Linked DNA regions of Mus musculus: region 1 is linked to region 2. A link is a contact called in public Hi-C data. All regions are on one chromosome and are shown on one strand. The core of a region is the stretch at or near the end of the contact, and the rest is flanking DNA. Distances in the headings are between cores, read along the strand shown. Region 1 has its middle 42 kb from the start of Selenof. Region 2 overlaps Hs2st1 (heparan sulfate 2-O-sulfotransferase 1).

Region 1 (3,599 bases), core at 117-2,616, 110 kb after region 2:
AAAGGAAGACTGAGGGTACTTACAAACGAGGAGGAGGAAGAGGAGGAGATGGAAAGGAGGAAGAATAAGAGAAGGAAGAGGATGAGCAAGAGGAGGAGGGGGAGGAGGCAGAGATGGCCAGTGAGGCAGAAGTCAGTATGAGCGAGAGCTCATGGGTCAGAGCCATAGAGAAGCATGGCTGCAAACACAGGAGCGAGAGTCTGGAGGAGAGGGATTGGCAAGAGCAGAGCCACACAGAGGGAGGATGGGGTGGTTTGAATAAGAATGGCCCCTTAGGCTCTTATGGTTGACTGTTTCTGGGAATGTTTGAAAAGGATAAGAAGGTATAGCCTTGTTAAAGGAGGTGTGTCACTGGGGTGGGCTCTGAGGTTTCAAAAGCTCAAAGCTCAGTACATAAGCACCCAGCTGCCGCTCCAGCTCCACCCCCATACCTGCATGTCTGCTGCCGGGCTCCCTGCCGTGATGGTCATGAATCCACCCTCTGAAACTCTAAGCTCCCAGTAAATGTCTATCACAGTGCTTCTCAGCCTTCCTGATGCCGGTGGCCCCCTTCCAACCATAAAGTTACTGCCTTGCTACTTTGTAACTGTAATTTTGCTACTGTTCTGAATCCTAATTAAGTATCTAATATGCAGGATACCTGTTAGGCAACCCCCCCCCGGGGGTCATGACCCACAGGTTGAGAATCGCCACTCTCTGGGTTGCCTCAGTTAGGTGTTTTGTCATAGCAATCCCAGATGAGTTAAAACAGAGGGTAGGGTAAAACTCAGCCTTCTCCGTGTCTCCCCATTCCAGACCTGAGTGCCACGTTGCTCCTTGAGTCTTAACTACTACAGCGCATCCCGAACAATACTGATTTTTCCTCAAAGAGCATAAATCAGGCACATACCAGTACACTTCCAAATTAAAATAGCCCTAAACAGACATGTTTCTGGCCAGGGGTGACCTAAAAACTGCTTGGCAGGAAATTGAGACCAGTCTTTGCTTCTTATTGTGTAGAAGTGACGAGTCAGGGTTTCATGAAATCAAACAATCATGTCGATGCACAGAGGCTTCTGGAACACCCAGGAATTAACATGATTTCAGCTTACGTCTCTGACATTCCCCAGGGCCTTGGTTAACATGCTCCCATCAGCCCCAGAGCCAGGATTACAACTTAGCTACAGTTCATTACTGAAAGCTTATTTTTTTTTTTCTGGCAATGTTTAAGTCTGGGATGCTTGCTATTTGTCGGTGGGAGGGTGGGCCGGCTTCCCAGTCTGCATCACAATTATGCAATGAAAACTGCGTTGTTAGTCCTGTTTTCCACTCTTCACTGCTTGACCCAACTGTACTCTGGTTTCTGTTGCGGCTTTGCCTCCCTTCTTCTGTGGGTGATTACTAACCCTTCATTTTCACTCAGTGTAAACTTGTGGCACCACTGCCGCCCCTGTGCTGAAGCATCTTGTTTACCTAGGCTCCATTTTCCCAGTCTCCTGATGACCTTACTGTCCACTCTGTTAGCACTTTGTCCAGGCTCTGTCCCACAGTTACCTGGCAACAGTAGGTGTGCCTGACTCACTATAAAAGGGGCTGCTCGCCCCCTCCACTCTCTCATGCCTTCTTGCTCTCCCTCTGTCCTCTCATCCCTTCCCTTCCTCCCCTGCCCCTCCTCCCCTTCCCCTCCTCCCTCTCTCTCCGTGCTCATGGCCAGCTTGTATTCCTCGGCTCTCTCTCTGCCTTTCTCTGTCTCTACTACCCTCTCAACACCCCTCTCCATGCCCTGAATAGACTCTATTCTATACTATACGGTCAGTTGTGTGGCTGGTACCTTACAGGGAAGGGATACCCCAGCATGGGCCCATGAAGACACCCCCTTCCCCCACACCTGACTACACATCCACCAGACATATCGCTTCACTCCTTATCTTTTTTATAAAACACAACACACTCCTTCTGGGCCCACCCACTGATACTGCAGTTGCCACAAAGGTTAACTCACTGTTCAAAGTCCTATCTGTCCAAATACCAGCAATCAAAGGGCAGCAATGTCAGGTCAGCCAGCTAGAACGAACGGAATGTGATGATGGGACTTTGGCAAAGAGAAAAGACCCTCCTTGTGTGAAGAAACCATTATTTGAAAGACTTTAAGCATTGCCCTGATCGTTTAATCCTTTCATGGACTGGGCTTCACTTACACGGCGTGTGGTATACACTCAGTCCCATCATAACGAAATGATAGATGTTCCTGACTGAGCTCAGAGGTCTTAGTTAGGAACGTTAGTTAGACACGATTTGCTTTCAGTCTAGAAAGAGTGTTTCCCTGGAGCCTCTCGTCTGCTTATTAGCATCATACAAACTTCCTTGTACAAAGTGACATTGCTTTTACCATCAAACTTTTCCAGGGAGTGCTTTTCATTTTATATCATTTGTGTCCCCTCCATGCCTTCCAGAGGTCTCTGCTACGTGCCATCTACTCTGAGTTTACTATGGCCTTTATTCGTCTGTGGCTTGAAGGGACTGTCAGAGCTCAAATGACAGGAAAACTCACTTTCTTCACAGAGACCTTGGGATGCTTTGGGGTGGGGGTGATTTGGCTTTCGGCTCCATTTTTGTTTGTTTGAGACGGCATCTCATCAAATACCCTATTCTGGCCTTGAACTTGTAATCCTCCTGTCTCAGCATCCTGAGTGTTGATCATTAGGAGTGTGTGTTCTTCTTTTTTTTTTTTTAAAGATTTATTTGTTTTATGTATATGAGTACACTGTCGATGTCTTCAGACACACCAGAAGAGGGCATTGGATTCCATTACAGATGGTTGTGAGCCACTATGTGGTTGCTGGGAATTGAACTCGGGACCTCTGGAAGAGTAGTCAGTGCTCTTAACCACTGACCCATCTCTCCAGCCCGGGAGCATGTGTTCCTGATAAAGTCCCTGAGAAGCATTCCATAGCAGTCTCAGGTCTGCTAAAGCCGACAACAGAGGAGTGATAGGGGACAGAGATTAGCAAGACCTCACTCTTTGCTTTGTTTTTATGTGTTGTTAATAGGGCCAGTTCGGTTTGGTTCAAGAACGACTCACTCTTAGGTCAGTGGGATGGCTCGGCAGGTAAAGGTGCTTGCACCAAACCTGACAGCCTGGGTCGAATCCCTGGGACTCTTAGGAGAAAATTAAGTTACCGTCTGACCTCACATCCTATGGTACCTGTAGTCCCCACCTCCCATGATAAATAAATAAAATGTCATCTAGAACAAGACCTACTGATTTTCATCTAGCAGGGACATGGACCTGGGTTGAATAAGTGAGGTCACAGGTTGTTAGGGCATCAGGCAGACACACAAGGGCTGATAACCAAAGCCTGCAGTTTACCTTTCCCTGACACACTCCCATACTCCCTGGCCACCACTTCTCAGTTTCCATCTCTGATCCCTCCCACGGACCACATTCGAATGTGCTGTGCATCCCACGCCAGGCTGTGCCATAATAAACTGCACCATCTCCATCTTCTTCCAGCTCACCCCCCTGCCCTTCCATCTAACTAACCTCTCACAATGGCTGCAAATATGTCTTCCTTCTTATTTGGTGTCGCCTGCATCGCCTGTTAAACTGCAGGTGTCAC
Region 2 (3,421 bases), core at 762-3,261:
GATGGTTATGGAGATCCTCAACAGGTCAGAATGCCGAGAACAAGGGACCATGGGGTGCCCAACCCCAGTTGGTACATCTGCAACCCAACTTCTACACATAAGGCTCAGAGAATAATGCAGAAGAGGGGCAGAAAGGCTGTAAGAGCCAGAGACCCTGGTCTGCTGTTAGGTGGTATCGTCAATAAGTGACAGGGAAGCTACGTGAGTTCTCAAAACAATATAGTAAGACCCTGCATAGTGACAACAGCAGCTGATGTGATGAGAAAACCTCACGGGGTCCCACCTCTAGATAAAGAGCTACAGGATCAATGGAGACAGAGGATGGGGTAGGGGAGGGAGGGAAGGAAACAAGGAGAGGGGGTGGCCCCGTAAGTTATACAATCTCAACCAGTCACCTTTAAACACATACGCATATAAGCAACACTTAGACTCAGCAGATTTTACACACACACACACACCCCACCCCAATAACAGTGAAGGAAGGGGAGGGAGGCACGGGTGGAGGTGATGGGAGGAAGACCGGTGGAAATGATGTACAGGCAGCACACGCAGAACAATCTCGAGAAGCACGGGCAGCTCCTCCTCTCAGGCTCTTTCAGGGCTCTGTGTAAGCACTGGCTATCTTTCAGTGTTTGCTTTTAAAACACTAAAGTATTATTTTCTTCTGTACGTTTCACTCATTTCTAGGGGGAAAAGCTGACGTAATTCCTCTTCACATTTCAAGGATCCACCATGGTGTCTCCTCATGGCCTTGGTGCTCACCTTTGCAGACCCTCCCTGTGCACAGAATCTGAAAGAGCTCCCAGCCAGGCTGCACCACCTCTGCTCCCCCACTGCATCGCCACTGTGGGAGCCTGACCTGGGTCCTCGGTTACTATCCTGGATACGCTGTAAGCCCCGATGAAGCAGGAGGCATGTCTGTATTTGTGCCTGTCATCTTCCTCTAGGATGTATCCAGCATGGTGATTGACTTATTTAATTATTCCAATAGATGTTTAAAAATACACAAAACCTGTAAGATTATAAATCTGATATTGCCATAAGTACTTGTCTCCCCAAAACCTTTCATCTAATTTTCTCTCCTTAAACCTGTAGTTTCTAGCAGCTCAATCCCAAGGGGCTAAATCTAATTCCTGTCCTTGAGTCTTCACGCTGTCTACATAATAGAAAAATTAAAATGTTAGTCTTTCTGCGCTTCATCCAGGAAAGCCATAGGGCGGCTGGAGATGAGGCCCCTAAGTTGAACCACTTCATAACTTCAGCCTCCCTAGTGCTGGGGAGCGAGGGGGCAGGATGCCTCCACCTCACCACTGTACCCTCTCACATGCCCCTGAGGACCAATGCACACCCCCTGGGCCATCCACAGACTCAGACCAAACCATCTGGTTCTCCATCCTACTGCTTCCTCCTTTGGTTCCTAAGGGGCCTCCTAGGTCCAGACTCCAGTATGGTAAATGGATGTTCCCTTGAACTGTTTATTTGTTGAAGCTATGAGAAATTCTCCATGAGAGTACAAGCCTAGCAATAGGGTTGTTACTTCCCAGTCTGTCCTCTACTGTGGCCTGTATATCCCAGAGAGGGAATTGAGTGTCAAGAGACCTGACTGACATTAGGAGAGTTAGCCTGGCGTCAAAGGACTCATGGGAGTGACTGCTTTTCTTGGGGGTCTCTCACTACCTCCAACTGAGCCCTGACTTCAGGAAAAACAGAGTCAAAAGCAGGCTGCCCATCACCGCATAGCACAACACACACATCACCATCTCTCAGATATGCAGCCGAGTCTGACACCAAGCTTCCTCTAGAGTTGGATTCAACAGCAAGACAGGGAGTGGCCAGGGTGAGGGGCACGCTCCCCTTGAGAGCTGCGCAGCTTTGTGCAGCCTTGTGTTCATTATCTAAGTGAAGGAATTTATTGTCCACCTCGAATTCCTCTCTCTCCCTCTGAGCCTCTCTCTCCCCAGAAGGCTGGGAATCCCAGCTGGGCACCTGACATGAGGGATCTTTAGGCAAACATGACTCAGCATTAGCTCAGTTAGGGATAAACAAGTTCCCTGTCTGGACTGGCCAGCTGTTGCTGGTGCTTTCCTTTGCTGGGCTCCTGAGTGTTAAAAATAAGCTGCAGTGAAATCTCAAACCAATGGGGCAGTGCCATTCATTCACTGATGCTTAGAATCCACCAAGTGACATACCAGCCACTATGTTAGGTTGGAGAGAGGAAAGAAAAAGACACTGTGACAATTCTCTTTCAGTCCAAGGGCCTAGGGTTCACGAACAGTGATGCAGACTGCCCTGGTGTCCCTACTTAAAGACCTTGGAGTTTAACAACAGCTGTCACAGCCACCCTGGATCTCTGTCAGTAAGCGCAGAGGCTGTGCCTCAGATTCTAGGTGGACACTGTGCCATGTTTACCTGGGACCTTTGGGGGTAGCTGGCTTCCAGTCAGCATCTTTGAGAACTAAGTAATATCGGTTTGAGATCAATGCTGAGAAGGTATAGTCTGCAGTCTGCTGCCAAATGGCATCTCTGGGTTCTCAAAGTTACTCTTCTTGCTCAGTGTTTGTTTACCTTCTTTGTAGTACCCACACCCCACTAGTGGGTAACGTGAAGAAAACCAGCTTTTCCTTTTATTTTCAGTAAAGCAGCTTCTTTCCCTGGCAGGTGTACATCAAGGAGCTGGGAGACTCCCAGGCTGACCAAATAAATGCCCAGCTCCCACCGAGACCCAATTCTGGCGTTAGGTTACAGGAAGCCACTGTAAAAGCTGGTGCCACACAGCCATAGTCTTACTACCCTATGCCCCAAACAAGAAACCTGCTGGCTATTACGAATGAACCTTAAGAGGAGATCTACCAGAGACTTAAGAATGTATTCTCTGTTAAATATGCAGCATTATTCAAACTGCTCCAGGCTGGGCTGTTAACTCGGTGACAGAGTGTAAAAAACAGAATCGTTACAAGAATGTAGTTTGTTTTGGTCCCAGGTGTGGGACATGGGCTGCTTCAGATTGTCCACAGCAGCTGACTATGATTTGCCTTGTGTTCTGGCAGGGACATGATTTTGCCACTCGCAGACAGTTTCTGCAAATGTATGACCCATGGGATTCTAGGGACTCTTGAAAGGGTAGAGAAAGAAATGCTGGCACCCAAGATGGGGCAGCCCTGCTGCACCTGCTGTCACTGGTAGCTGGCTAGAGAGAGCCTGATGAAGACCAAAACTGCCCGAAGGAACTGACACCCCTACTCAGCAGGAAGTCATCTTAACAATATTGACGCCCACTTTCCCCTCCAGCCTTTTTTCTCTCCTCCCTAGTTTTGTGGGACTGGAAGGGATAAAGTGGTAAAAATACGAACAGACAAAGCAGCCAAAAGTCCAGCTATCCCTGGGTTATCTTTAGCACTACAGTAAACAAATAGATAAAAAC

The links. A called contact is a pair of places that touch in the nucleus more often than the background predicts.
Region 1: a Hi-C map of muscle stem cells shows a contact between it and region 2, with 1.8 times the contacts expected there. The contact joins two enhancer-like sites. A contact is called at or near these places in 1 of 15 datasets of contacts at CTCF or cohesin (the NIH/3T3 cell line), 9 of 484 Hi-C or Micro-C datasets (Sertoli cells, cortical glia, embryonic stem cells and 1 more) and 8 of 115 datasets of contacts at active chromatin or transcription factors (CD8 T cells, double positive thymocytes, embryonic stem cells and 5 more).

The regions. Positions count from the first base shown.
Region 1 is chr3:144,610,580-144,614,178 of GRCm38.p6, forward strand. No RefSeq gene overlaps it. Among named protein-coding and RNA genes, the nearest start is that of Selenof, 42 kb to the left of the region's middle. Within about 2 kb of position 1,367, at least 52 of the 459 cell types and tissues checked have an H3K27ac peak or open chromatin away from gene starts, as enhancers often do. A contact at or near this core is called in extraembryonic endoderm stem cells and muscle stem cells, where this site is marked.
Region 2 is chr3:144,504,425-144,507,845 of GRCm38.p6, forward strand. The region is part of intron 1 of Hs2st1 (heparan sulfate 2-O-sulfotransferase 1); the gene reads right to left. It overlaps Gm43707, which reads right to left. Exons shown (of 1, transcript XM_017319867.2): 1 at 1-3,421. Among named protein-coding and RNA genes, the nearest start is that of Gm43707, 6.1 kb to the right of the region's middle. Within about 2 kb of position 2,012, at least 142 of the 459 cell types and tissues checked have an H3K27ac peak or open chromatin away from gene starts, as enhancers often do. A contact at or near this core is called in extraembryonic endoderm stem cells and muscle stem cells, where this site is marked.